Regions from separate parts of the Rattus norvegicus genome. Here region 2 is linked to region 1. Evidence: chromatin contacts called from public Hi-C data. All regions are on one chromosome and are shown on one strand. Each heading gives the region's core, a stretch centred on a gene start, on an enhancer-like site or on the middle of the called end of the contact. The rest is flanking DNA. Distances are from core to core; before and after follow the strand shown. Region 1 holds the start of Fntb (farnesyltransferase, CAAX box, beta). Region 2 holds the start of Fut8 (fucosyltransferase 8).

What was found. A called contact is a pair of places that touch in the nucleus more often than the background predicts.
Region 2: a contact with region 1 is called in a Hi-C map of Schwann cells, with 4 times the contacts expected there. The contact joins the promoter of Fut8 here to the promoter of Fntb in region 1.

Annotation. Positions count from the first base shown.
Region 1 is chr6:101,266,251-101,273,663 of GRCr8, forward strand. Fntb (farnesyltransferase, CAAX box, beta) reads left to right here and starts at 3,472. Exons shown (of 12, transcript NM_172034.2): 1 at 3,472-3,660. The coding sequence starts at 3,517.
Region 2 is chr6:101,679,814-101,687,226 of GRCr8, forward strand. It overlaps Fut8 (fucosyltransferase 8), which reads left to right and starts at 3,475. Exons shown (of 12, transcript NM_001412189.1): 1 at 3,475-3,663.

The DNA.
Region 1 (7,413 bases), core at 2,222-4,721:
CATAACGGATACTCAATAAATGTTTGGTGAGTGAACTAACACTCTTCTGCAGGAGACTTTCTGCCAGGATCCTATTAAAATCTTTTGGATCTCACTGCACAGGAGACTGGGTTTTAGAATGGATTTCAAGAATTTCTGTGCCTGGGATATAGCTCAATGGTAGAGTACTTAATATGTGTGTGGCCCTGGTTTAGCCCCCAGCACCACACACACACACACACACACACACACACACACACGCACGCACGCTAGCACACACATACATATACACACATATACACAGACACACACAGACACACAGACACACACACACACACTTCTATTTCTAGAATAAAATTTACAGCTGTTCTATGTGTCCTGTGACAGATTCAACACTCTGTTGCAAATCCCTTTCACCTATTCCTTCAACGACCCTACTTTTAAGATTGAAAAAAGTTGGGTTGGGGATTTAGCTCAGCGGTAGAGCGCTTGCCTAGCGAGCACAAGGCCCTGGGTTCGCTCCCCAGCTCCAAAAAAAAAAAAAAAAAAAAAAAAAAGAAAAAAGAAAAAAAAAAGATTGAAAAAAGTTGGGGTTGGGGATTTAGCTCAGTGGTAGAGCGCTTGCCTAGCAAGTGCAAGGCCCTGGGTTTGGTCCCCAGCTCCAAAAAAAAAAAAAGAAAAAAAAAAAAGACTGAAAAAAGTTTCTACCTATTTAGCGAAGAAGCTTTTTACATAAAAAGCTGAATCCGTAGATCCGAGCCAGACCTTATCAGATACCTGCAGAGCTAAGGGAAGGAAAAAATGTGACTATAGCAGGAAGTTCCTTAAGACTTTTTATACCTGGTATCCATGGTCGTAATCACCGTCCCACATGTTCCCAGATTTGGTAATCTTCTGGTCTTCTGATACTACAGATTTTCCCCTCACACCAAGATGGGCAAGTGAAAACCGGGTAGTGATGGGGCACGCCTTTAATTCCAGCACTCTGGAGGAAGAGGCAGGCAGATCTCTAAGTTCAAAGCCAGCCTAGTCTACAGAGTGACTTCCAGGACTACCAGGGCTACATAGAGAAACGCTGTTTCAGAAAACAAACAAATGAAAAAGATGGGCACGTGACCGTGTATACCACAGGAAGCCTCCAGCACCAAGCCTCCACCTCACACTTGGGATCTGAGTACCTGTTTGCCTGAGAACGGAGAGATGGTCAATTGTGTAATACTATATAGGCCCTGGATCTTAGACATGTGGCTTGGGGTTGAGTAGGAGCGTATTAGAATGCTCTGAGCAGGGAGTAGAGTGCGTGTTCTATGCATGTGTTGCTACAGATCAAGCTTAACCTTGCACACACTAGGCACTTCCACTGAGCTATACTACCAGCCTCGGGACATCCATCATCTTTTCCCACAACTTCTCATCTTAAATAATTTAACCTCTTACTCTGATGTAGTTTTTTTTTCCTTTCTCATGTGTGCATAAGTATGCATGGCTTTGCATGTTTGTGGGCACATGTTTGTATGTGCATGTGAGGGTCTGAGGTTAATGTTGGGAATCAATCTTATTCTCTCTTTAACCTTAAACCCAGAGCTCACTCACACAGCTGGTCAGCTTGTTCTGGGTACTCACCACCTTGGCCTTCTGAGGCTGGACTGACAGCCCACATACTCACCACTTATGTGGCTACTGTGGCTCTGAACTCTGCTCCTCATGTTGTTCAATAAATTGTATTAAGCCACCCGCCTGCTTCTGATTTAGGTTTTTTGATGTAGGTCCTGGAAAAGATCCTCGTTTATTGCTGTACGAACGTGGTAGGGTTTTCCTAAAGATTAAAACATATATATTTTTAATGTATATTCGTGTGCATATGTACCTCATGGGTGTGAAAGTCTGCAGAGACCAGGAGAGGGTGTTTAAATGCCTGGAACTGGAGTTAAAGAAGTTACCACATGGGTGCTGGGGACCCAACCCAGGTCCTTTGCAAGAGCATCAAATACTCTTTACCAAAGAGCCATCTCTCCAGCCCCATAAATAAAAAGGTCCTCTGTAAGAGCAACAAGTGCTCTTTACCACTGTCTTTCTAGCCCCACAGGGCTTTCCTAAAATCACTTTAACATTGTATTTGTGAGGGATACCCAAGCGTGCACGAGTAAATTTCTGGTATGTTCCTTCAAATCCTGTCTGTCTTCTTATGTCCATGATTGTTTTGTTATAGACGGCTGCTCCTTTAGGTCTCAGCCACCAAATCTAATTAGAATCCAATTTATTCCGTCAGTCTCAGATACTTTTATTTCCTTTCCTTTCTAATTTCCAAAAATTTAATTTTGTATGCAAACCTGTATTTATTGCACTTTCTCTATTTTTAAGTTCTGGTTTGTCGTAACCCCCCTTTTTTTGGTTTGACTGTTTTCTAAAGAGAGAGAGAAAAGAAGGAAGGTGTGGAGTTGGGTGGACAGGGAGATGGGGAAGCTTTGGGTGAGGGGAAACTGTGATCTGAATATATTGCTGGAATATATATATATATATATATATATATATATATATATATAAAGTAACACTAAAAATAAGGCATATGGGTATTTTGCCTGCGTGTACACATGTGCATTACTTGTGTGTATGTTGTCCATGGAGGCCAGAAAAGGGCGTCGGATCCTCTAGAACTGGAATTACAGGTGACTGGAAGTCTCCAGGTGGGGGCTTGGAATCCTCTGGAACTGCAGCCACTGCTGAGCCACCCCTCCAGGCCTGACTCTATTATTTTCTGTCATACCATAATTGGAAGTCATCAAATATTTATGTTCATTTATTTAATTCTGTCTATTCCTCTAAAATGAAATTCAGATGTATTCCAAGGGAAAGGACTTTGTAATTTGGTTCACTTTTGCATTCCTGGACTCTGGCACAGAACAAGTAGCAGGTGCTTCATGAATATTTGTTGACATTTCTTTGGATGGTGCATTTACACTCATTTCTTCTATGGTATTTTAGTTTCTGCCATTGCACTGTAACCTCCAAGGGAGAAAATTACAGTACTCCACTCCTCTATCTCTGAGTACTGAGACCTGCAATTTTGCTAATTTACAGACAAGCTCAGGCTTCTCCTAAGAGGCTGTCAAGGACCCAAAGGTGCGTGGTAATTCTATTAGTTAATAGCGTGACTGAGGCAATAAAGACAGATGTCAGAAATGCTTTTTAAGTTACATTCTTTGGGTTCTTGAACAGCTGAAATCGCAAACTACTGCATTACAATTGGGCAAGAGCGAAACGTTGACTTTTTTTATTATTATTTGCATAATAGATATCCTAGATATCCTTTCTCGCGCTCCAGGAAACTGAGCTCCTGCAGCAGCTCATCTGCCCGACGGGGGGCGGCAGTATCCCAGTAACTCACTTCTTGAAGATGTGTAGGTGGGAGGAGAGATTCGCGTTCATAATCTTTTTGACTCTACCCACTTTCCGTAGCGCCTTAGCCCGCTCGAGTTTCAATGCGCGTTGTTGCTGGACGAAGCTGAGTCCTATACAGCGCTCGCAGCTCTCCCGATCATGGCTTCTTCGAGTTCCTTCACCTATTATTGTCCTCCATCTTCTTCCCCTGTTTGGTCAGAACCGCTGTATAGTCTGAGACCTGAGCACGCGCGGGAGCGGTTGCAAGACGACTCAGTGGAAACAGTCACGTCCATAGAACAGGTGAGGTGGCAGGACTGGGCGAGGCGCCCGCGCGGGGCCTTCTGGGAGTAGGAGTCCCATATGTAGGCCTGTGTGGGTGCAAAACTCTCCATGGAACTACAACTCCCGTAGTGCACTGCGCCCCCGCCCCCGAGCTCTAGGCTCCCAGATTGGGGCTTCTGAGTGGAGCGTTTGCGGGGCTTGCTTGGGTAGGAAAGGGTTGTTGTCAGGGTTGGATTTGGAGAACAGGACAGTACCCCTGTCCTCTCTGCTTCGGAAGTTGTAAAGAATCGTGTTCTGTGTCTGGAGTCTACAGCAGCCTGGGCAGACCAGGTAGCCCGCTCCGTTCTGTCTAGATGTCTTGAGGTTCTAGGACCGACCGCTCACTTTTCCTTCATATGCTCGCAGTTTCTGGACATTTAGGGGACCGAACGGCCGGACTGTGGTCAGGCCATCCCAAAATCGATTTAATTTCTGATCTGCCAGGTCAGATTGAGGCCTACCCCCGTGGTGGGTAACCGTTTGAGCACCTGCTGTTGAACGCTGGGAAAACAGTAAAAGATAAACAGCCCCTAGGCAAGAGCCTGGTTGGGGAAGACAGACTGGAAAACTGTATAGTTCAGAAAGAACAAAAAAGTATGGGGTTTGAGCTGCTTGTGAGTCACTAAGGCCTAGGGTATACCAGACATGCCATTTTGAAAAGTGTTTAAGGTGTGAGTAGTGAATTTCATTTTTCTCCCTCTCCATTTGGAATTGTTCCCAAATTGGCGGTTGTAGAGCTGTTTACCCATCTGTTACTAGAAGTGGTCAGGATGAGTCTTGTCACTAAGAATGGGCATGCAGCCACTTACTAAGATCTTACTAAGCTTAGTACCCAGGCTTAACTGTGGAGGGACCCGCTTCATCCTTCCTGCCTTAAGGTGGGAGCCTCTATTTAGGGAAAACCAACAGCAAATAATGATTATATAGATTTGTAATTTTCATGTGTGTGACTGTGTATTTTTTGTTTGTGGGAGTTGATGCCAGGGCGCACCATGTGGGTTCGGAAGATCCAGCTGAAGTTGGCAGGCTTGCATAGCAAGCATCTCTACCTTCTGAGCCACCTTGCTTGCCCTAAAGAAAATTCATAACAAAACAAGGGATTGGACACATGGTTATTCACGTAGTCGCAGAGGCCTTGTGGGCTTTAGGGGTAATAAAGGAAACTTACTTTTTGACTTCAGCTCTCTGACTTAGTTAACTGTCCCCCACAGAAGTCTTTTACAAAACATTGCAAAGAAATCTTTCATCAGTAACAAAAACCTGAAGGCCCTGAATTCAGTCCCCAGCTCTGAAAAAAAGAACCAAAAAAAAAAAAAAAAAAAAAAAAAAAAAAGAGTTGCAGTTAGTAGGAAGGTGGACTGGCTGGTTTGTGTGTCAACTTGACACAAGCTGAAGTCATCAGAGAGGAAGGAGCTTCAGTTGTGGAAACGCCTCATGAGATCCAGCTCTGGGGCATTTTCTCAATTGGTGATCAGTGGGGGAGAGCCCCGCCCATGGGGGGTGGTACCATCTCCAGGCTGATGGTTCTGGGATCTATAGAAAATCGTACTGAGCAAGTCAGGGAAGCAAGCCAGTAAGAAGCACCCTCCAGTGACCTCTGTATCGGCTCCTGCCTCCACGTTCCAGCCCTGGCCTTCTCCAATGATGAACTGTGATCTGGAAGTATAAGCCGCCAAATCAACCCTTCCTCTCCTATTTGCTCTTTGGTCATGGTGTTTCGTCGCAGCAACAGAGACCCTGACTAAGAAGATAATGTGATATTTCATTTTTTTTAAATCCTTACTTATTTTTTCATATGAGTACACTGCAGTTATCTTCAGACACACATTAGAAGAGTGCATCAGATTCCATTACAGATGGTTGTGAGCCACCATGGGTTACTGGGAATTGAACTCAGGACCTCTGGAAGAGCAGTCAGTGCTCTTAACCGCTGAGCCATCTCTCCAGCCGGTGATACTTCATTTTTATGGCTTCCTCTGCATTTTAATAATCACCACACTGACCGTTCATTTGGTTCCAGCGGAGTGCTCAGTGCTCTCCGAATGTGTCACTCAGTCCTTAACACATTCTGACAGAGAAGGCAGAGGCTCAGAGAACTGTCTGGTTGGTGGCTAACATAGTGCAGCCATAAGAAATAACATTGCTGGGAGGAATTGTCCAAGAGCGTACTGTGTGAATTTTTTGGATTTGACCAAAGCTTCCTCAAAGATTTGCTGACAGCTCAGTTTTATGTCACGACAATAAGGATTAATGCTTGCTATCTCATTACTTGGAAACCTTCATTTATTAAACAGTAATGTAAGAATTTAATAACAGGAGTAAAACTTGTAAGGAGTGCAAAGAGCTCTTTCTCATGAGGCCTTCTATTCTGTTCATTTACTTTGAGGAAATTCTTGAGGGCACGAGTGATGGCTCAGTGGTTAAGAGCATTGGCTGCTCTTCCAGAGGACCTGGGTTCAATCCCTAGGACCCTACAAGGTGGCTCACGGCTGTCTGTAACTCCAGTCTCAGGGCGTCTGATGTCCTATTCTAGCTTCTGGGGGTTCTTCCTGTATGTGGTGCACAGACATAGCACTCATACACACAAAAGAATAAAATGAAAATTTTTAAAGAAATCTCTTAGGTGCTAGACACCGCTCAGACACTTGGCATGAGTCAGTGAACAAAGGACATGGGTTTGATGTTTTTAAGGAATTTTAAGAGAATTGTTCCAGGCCAGGGAGTCAGCCAATTAAGGAAAGAAAAGCATGAGGAATGGGGGTGTTACTTTGGTAGAGCATGTGCTTAAACATGTGCAAGGCCGGATCTACAACCAGTTCCACAGAGAAGGGAGGATAAAAAGGAGTTTTCTAGAAACTTAAAACACAGTGAGCAGAGGGTTGCCAAGGATATCATGCTTGATCTGATCGTGTTTGAAGTATCCGAGGGGACCAAATGGATGAGCGTTCTGGGCTGGGAAAGCGTATGCAAAAACCTGAGGTGGGAGTGTGCCAGGTGTGGACAGGCCAGGAGACAGGAGATGAAATGGAATCATGTGTGGCTGATGGCTGCTGAGTTTGAAAGGGCCAATTGAGTTGAGAAGCCACTGGCTGGAAAGCTTGCATTTACCAAGCATACTCACCATAGATCTTTAGATTTGCCTCAGGAAGTAGATCTGTATTAACAGTCTCCCTTGTCTCTTGTGCTGGGATTGAGCCATGAAATATTGCTAGAAGTCAAGAGAGTGAAGGATGAAATCAGAGCATGTCCTCACTCCTGCAGTGCTGTGACCTGAAGTCTTCCCAGTCTTAAATTCAGATCTCCAGTACCTTCTCCAGAGACCCTTACTCTCTCTCAACACCCCTTCCCTTCCCACTTTCAGACCTTTGAGCTGCCAGGACTCAGCAGCTCTGAATCGTAACTTAATAGAGTGCTCAGGTTACTGTCAAGAATCGCATTTGTGTGTGGGGAGGAGGGGTTGGGCTGGAGAAATGGCTCAGCTGTTGAGAGCGTGTGCTGCCTTTCCAGAGGACCTGACTTTGGTTCTTGGCACACACAGGGTGGTTATAACCTGGAACTCCCACTCCAGGGGTATCTGAGGCCTCTGCTCTCCAAGGGCACCCACACTCAGGGGCGAATAACACACACACACACACACACACACACACACACACACACACACACACACACACGGAGATTAGGGTGGAGATAAGAGGCAGGGCTTGGGAGGCTATTGCACTGCTCTTGGTGAGA
Region 2 (7,413 bases), core at 2,225-4,724, 410 kb after region 1:
GGCGTAGTAAAATGGTAGTAAATTTCAAACTAGTTTCTACATGAATGTTCCCAACTTAGGAAGTGTGATAGCATTCAAGTTCATTAACTTTGATCTAGCTAATCTCTCAATAAAATGGCCATTCATGTACTTCACTTTCATTTCGGTATTTCCCATTATCTAGGAGTTGACTCCTTCTCACCTCACATCCAAGACTCCACAGTTCTAGCTGATGACTAAGAACTGACCGAGGCTGAACCACAGACAAAACTAATGAGCTGCTAGGGCCATCTAGTTCTTAGTGTAACAGGTGATGGAGAATGTTCCGAAGGTTTTTTTTTTTTTTTTTTTTTTTTTTGGTTTTTTTAAAATTTTTTAAAAAAAATTTTTCTTGTGCTGAACCTGTCTGTGATTTTGAGGATAAATAAAGATAGGCTCCTGACTTCATTTCGTAAGGGAGCAGTGAGGGATGAGGTGACATACCATCTTGTGTTAATGCAAATCACAAACTGGGGATTAGAGTCGCAAGTGAGCAGCTGGAGTGAGAAAAGAGAGTGTGAGGAGTTTCAGCCGCAGAGTGGGAGGCTGCAGACTGTAGAGGAAACGCCCTCAAAAGGTGTGCTTTCTGTGAGTGATGTGTACAACCCTTTAGGGACACTCTCCTAGAAACTTAACATGGCCAGAGGGAGATTTGAGTTACAGAGTCCTTTTGGAGAGAAGATAGTTAAAAATACATTTCTTTTTTCTTTACAGTGTTGGAGGTTGAATCTAGGGCTTGTAGTATGCTAGACAAACTGAGCCTTCCTTCCCATTTTTATTTTTGAATCAATTAGTCACTATTATTCTTTGAGACAGGGTTTTGCTATGTATCTGAGGATGGCACTGAACTCACTTGATAGTCCAGGCTAGACTATAACTTAGAACAATCCTTTGGTCTCGGATCCCCCCTCCCCCCATGCTGGGCTTGTATATGCACACACTGATTGATTTAAGACTGTAGTTTTGAAAGAGGCCTACATTTTTCAGAAGTTCATTACTGGTCTATAGCTGGATGTGTAAAGATTCATTTCTGCATGGCCGTTGCTTAGCTGACACTTCTAGTTCTGGGATGGTAGCTACATCTTGGGCATATCCTAGAAGGAGCTTTGAGAACAGTGTACTGTCACACTGAGCAGAGATCAGAATTGCTGAAGAACTACTTTCTCCCTGTATTTTAGAGTCATCAGTTTGGTGCTTTCTTACATACTATGCTGTCCTATAAAGATGGACCAAGTTCTTCACAAAATTTCTAGTGGGTTTTTTTTTTTTAAATAGGAAGTAGGTAGGATGCTTTGATTCCTAGAGTTTTAATATTTCTTAGGGGAAAATTAAAGCCAGAATAAAGGAGCAGAGAGTTTGAGGCACACATAAAGCTTTGACTGTGGAGATCTTCAAGTACTGCAAATGGTAACATATGTTAATTATCTAGAAATGTTTGTTATTTTCCCCTTGAAAACATTCAAGTCACACATACTTGTTAAAGTATTTATTTATTTATTTATTTATTTTTTTTCCTCGGAGCTGGGGATCGAACCCAGGGCCTTGCGCCTGCTAGGCAAGCGCTCTACCGCTGAGCTAAATCCCCAACCCTTAAAGTATTTTTTAAATGCTATGTTTAAGCCCCAAAGTAAACATTCCACCCCTGACTCCTAAAACTGTCGTAGGCTGTGGGTGCAGCCCAGGAGAAAATGCATCCTTTGCAAGCACATACTCACACAGAAGGAAAAATAATTCAGATTTTTGACTGTTGAAACTTTAGCCCTTAACCCATCTAAGTACAGTATAAACCTAAATTTTGTTTATTTCCAACAGAGTACACGACTCATACTCAGAACTGAGAGTCTCCGGGAAGGTATCTACACAATTAAGAAGTGACTACTGATTTGCTGAATGATGACACCCAAGCTTTCTGGTTAGAACATAGTTCTGACTTCACCAGAGTTTGTGTGACCTTCAATAAGTCACTGTGTTTCCTCTAAGATACTTTATTTTGAAGTGACATTAACCCAGTCACAGGTCTGGAAAAGCTTCTCAGGTGAGGAGCTGCTGAAGGCACAGACATTCCCCCTCCCCCCCTTTTTTGAAAGCACTGTCCTTATCATTTTTAGAAACACAGTTCCTGCTCTAGGATAAATATTGGGAATTTATGGGCGCTATTAGTTAGATTGCATTCTTGGCAGGCTACGACCTCTTTAATGTCTTTTGTGTGTCTTTTAATTCTTAGCATATAAAAGGCCGGCCCTGTTAACTCAGATACGTTTCCAAGGTATTTACTAATATGTATCTGTGCTGAGAGGAATGAATAATTGTCTTGAGGGCAGCTTTTCTACTCAGCCACCCGTTTGAGTCCTCAGGTTTTGGGATCTGGATCCCCAGGCTACAGGGAAGAGTTCTGCACGGGAAGCTCATCTTCCAGCACTCTGATTGGCCAGTTCTCACTCCACTCACTGGTTTTCCCGCTCTGATTGGCCCCGGTGGCACCCGGCCGGCGACTACTTTGTGTGCCCTGGCGGCGCGGCTGGGTCCTCCCGCTTAGCTCGCCCTCTAGGACGGTCTGAGGTAGTCCTTCGGCCCACGGCTCAGCATCGCGGGCATCAGGATCCCCGAGTGCGAGCGGGTAGGAAACATCCCTGGGAAAAGCCTCTCCCTCTCTTCTCCGTACTCAATAAACTTCCGCCTCCAAAGGGCTGAGGCAGCCGCGGCTAGGAATGGCCGGGCTTCGAACTCAGGCTCGGCAGGGTTCTTTCTCTTCTGGTGGAGACAGAGCCAACGGGTAGCCAGAACGCCCCGATCCGCGGTGCCATTGTGTGCTCGAACCTTAGCGGATGTGCAGCAGAGAGTACCCTGAAACTAGCACAGAACGGGGTGCGCCTCTGGGCGGTGGGCCCCGCGGGCCAGGGCAGGCAGGGAGCGCTGGTCCCCTCAGCCTCCGACCCTCAGGCGGCTTTCGTCTGTGTAGACGAAAGCCCGAGCACTCGCGCTGCCGCTGTCCGGCTGGAGCTCGGGTCCCGCCGTGGCCGGTGGATGCTGCAGCCCCGCTGTCCACCCGCACAGAGGAAGGGGACGGGGAGGAGCCTGTGCACATGCCAGGGTCGCTGGTGGAGGCCGCGGCCGGCGCATGCGCGCCCTCCCCCAGAAGGCTGGGACGCCGAGGGGCGCGCGCCCCTCTCCGCGCGTGCACGCTCGCTCGCTAGCGCCGGCCCGAGGCTTCCCCGCCTGCGCTCCGGGTCGGAGCCACTCAGGCGCGTGCGCGCGTGGTCTCGGGCCGACCCGAGTGGCCGGGTTCTCTGAGCTCCAGGCCCCCGCCGCCCCCTCCCGGCTCCCAGCCAACCCGTCCTTCCCTTTCCTCACGGAATGGGTCCGGCGCTGCTCGGGGTCGCGCGCCCTGGACCCGGCTCGCGCTCGGTCTCGCGCTGTCAGCCGCTGCCTGGCTCGCGCCGCCTTGCGCTTTCCCTCAGTCAGTGGCGCCGAAGGCTCCGTTAAGCGGCGGCCGCGGTTCCTGTTTCCGTTTCTTCCTCTCCCTTCAGTCGGGAGTAGCATCCTCCACCCCAGCACCCCTCCCACTCTCCCGGCGCGGCCAGCTGCAGCTGAAGGCAGCGGCTGTGGCGACGGGGGACGGCGCCGATCGCCTCGCTCCCGCCGCGGGTAAGGGGGCGTTAGGGAGCCGGGCCCCGCGCGCCGGGGACTCCAGGACGGGGCGGGCGCGGGCTCTGCGGAGCCTGGGCTCGAGGCGCTCCTTCGTCCTCCCGCCGATCCCGGGCCTGTTGCTGCAACTGCTGCAGCTGCTGCTCAGCCAGCGGCCCCGGGAAAAGTGGGGAGGGAGCCTCCGGGACGCTCCGGCGTTGCCTTGGCCCCTTGGGTGAGGGGCGCCGCGGCGTCGGGCATCCCAGGACTCGTGGGATGGGGGCGGGGTGGGAGGTGTCCAACAGCGGATCTCTGCACCTATCGCTCCTTGTCCCCGCAGCTGGGTCCCCGTGGTCAGACCGTGGGAAGGTGGGTTCCTTTGCTTTGCTTTGCTGTGTGGGCTTCTCAGGCTGGAAATCGGAGTGAACCTGTCCAAAGATGCGTTCTGGCGAGTGGCTGAGGCAGGGCAGTTAATGGCCTGGGTACCTCGGTATCCCCTCCCTTTGATCTGCGAATGACAAGCTGGAGGCTTTGGAGTGTCTCAACTTATTTGGGAAGGTTAAATGAGTCACATCAGTTCAGCGGAGGTCTGTCCTGCTGGAGTTGAGGTGGTTTTTTCGGCAGCACCTGTTCTCTGGTTGTGGGCTTTGGAATCCTCTGAGACGTATTTCTTAAGTTAAATGGCATTGTCATGGTTAGGGTTTAGCACCCTGGTGAGCTTTTAGCGCTTTTCCTTAAACGTCGAGGCCTTGGAGAAAAGCAAGGAAAGTAATGTCTTTTCCTTCTTGTGTCTAATTTTGCACGTTACTTTTAAGAAAACGCAAGAAGGTGAGCCCAGGAAAGCCATATCCTCCCGTAGATCACTCAGAACTTAAAGGTTTCAGGGAACAAATGCAACGCAAGTTTTTATCAGTTTAAGAGTTAAATGTATCACAAGTCACTGACTTAACTTAGCCTTTGCTCGGTAGAAACTCTTAAGTAGGTTTTATTTTAGTTGCCTTTTCTTCCTGGGGTTAAGTGCTTATTTATTTTCTTGATTAAAGTTCTGTTATATACATACTTCTTTAAAGGATATATCATATATAAAGTATTTAAGGGGAGATAGTATATACTGAAGCAAAGGAATAAGATGCTTCTTTTCTTTAAGGCAACATAGTCTCTGACAGCTGTACGCCCCTGTACATTGCTGTCCTTATGAAATAAATCTTAATTATAAATACTATAGTATTTTAACACACATATAGCATTTGAAATTGCAGGCTGAGTAAAAATGTAGGGAACAAGAGATGACTAGGCTGTAAGCGTACAAAGGTGGTTTGGAGGTTGGGGTTTTCAGTTTGCTGTTAGAAATCGAGAATTCTGTTTGAGTTCAAGAGCTGAACAGCTGGAATAAAACTTACGTAGATTGCAGGAACGTGCAGAAATGTCTTTGATCAGATAGTTAATATGAAGTGTGTCTTGTGATCTACTAGGAGAGTGATTCAGAATAACTTGAATATGACATACTAAAGACTGTATTTTAAGGATTTTTTTTTTTAAATCTAAAAGTCATTTGAGGTTGTTTTCTCTGCAAATCAGCTGTATTTAATATGTATAGAACTGAGACCAAGACAATCATCCTGATTCTATAAAGTGGTCTTTAAAAAAAAAATTCTAGCTAATTTTTTCAAAGGAGTAACAATGCCCTCAAAAGTGATGAATTTTGAAATTTTCTAGTGGGTTACAAAATTTGTGTTTCTTTTTTCTTTTCTTTCCTTTTTTTTTTTTTAAATGCAGTTATTTTAGGTCGGTCTGGAGGGGGAGCTAGTGCCAAAGCAAAGTGTAGCTTAATAGCTGTTTGAACTTTGAAAACACCTAACCAGATTGGTATACAAATGTACCAGGAGAAGTGTACATTTTTTAATTAAAACACCAGGGGTATTGATGTGGACGTAGTAACTATACATAGTTATTTGTGGGGTGTGTAATTGGACATTAGAAATTAGTTTTAACAATCAATCATGAATAATAAAAGCAGGTGTTTAGGTTTTTTGAATTTTGTATATGAAACTCTGAAAATGTGTACTGAAACTTGAATATGTTGCAGCATTTTCTTAATCCTCTTGAGCAGTGTATTAAAAGTGAAGTGTGTTCCTGACCCTTTGCTCATATTGAATATCTTTGCCTTATGAAATCTATACTCCCAAAAAGGTAAAACAAAAAGCTAAAAAATGAAAAGCTCCAAGTAGAGTCTGGGAGAGGTAGGTATATTCACTGTGTAGTGAATTATCTCTGTCACAACGAGATAATTTTAGTAAAGACATGGCCCTTTAGGTAATTGGACAGCAGTGTCTCAAGGTCATTTTGCAGCCTATAGTATGATGTTGAATCTGTGTGAATATAGAATAGTTATTTTTGTCATGTGTGGCATTTTGTTTCATTTCTAAAGTATGTGTTTGATTTGTGTCTGATCATCACGTGCTCTTTAAATCTACACAAAGAAATTGATAATGATGTGTATTTAAAAATCATTAAAATATTTTTTGAGGATAGTGATGAACCTTTTGTTATTCACATTCTTAAGTAAATAGAACCTTACTAGTGCTAATTAAAAAATAGATTTCTTTCCATTCAGTGGTTGTTATTAATTTACTTTAAAAATTACATTTAGTAAAAGTATATTGGTTTAATTAAATGATGGACATGCACGTTTTATAGCATATTATAAATCTGGAGCTGCTTCACCTTACAAACACAGGGTTTTTTAAAAGTCAGTATGTTTTTTCCTTAAAAAAGGAAGCAAAAGCAAGATTGTGAACACCTGAAACTAAAGGCCTATGCTCTGTCTCAGTGCTGACCTTGTGCTTTCCAGATGAGTGTGATGGTAGGGAGCGTCTATACAGCACTCCCTTTGGCTCTCTTACTCTCTGGCTTATATTTCTCTACTACAGAGTAGACTGTGTGGCTGTTTGAATTGTTTTTAACTTGTAGCTCATTATAATGACAGTCAAAAGTGTTTAAAAGTAAACACACATTTACATCTGACTTTTAAGAAGCCTTAAAAAAAATCCCTAACAGCCTATAGAATTTATATAATACTGTACATTTTTAAAAATAGATTATGGGCCAATAGGGCCCTGCTATGGAATTGGGCCATGCATGTCAGTTTAAGAGTTATTCATGTATACTACAGAATAGTAATAAAATAATAATAGTAATAAAATAGTAATAAAAGGCTAATTTCATTTAAGTTGTTTGTCAGTTTTCTTTTGTGAGGCAGGGTCTCACTCTGTATCCCTGGTTGGCCTGGAAGCCACTAGATGTAGCTCAGGCTGGCCTTGAACTCATTCTGCTAAGTTCTGGGATTACAGGCATGGAACATTACGCTTTTCTTTTCCCCCAAGAAAACTTTATTAGCCAAAACCTAGTACATCACCAATGCATTACTACTTAAGACAATAATTCTTTGTAATGTTTTTTTTTTTTGTCAGAAAAATGACATCGTAAGGGGGAAATATCACTTAAACAAGATGTCAACTCTTACTAATACTGAGTAGTAGAATAAATTTGTCTAGAGTATAGACAGCATAAACTAATGGGCTGTGGGAATGTAGCTCAGTTGGTAGAGTGCTTGCCTAACACTCATGAAGTTTCAGGTTTGATCTTTATCACTTGCACTGCATAAATGGGATGTAGAGGTAAAGGAAGGATGGTTAGAAGTTTAAGACTAGCTAGGGATAGGAACATTGTCTTAGATCAACAGAGACAAGACCAGAAACAAACAAACAAAAT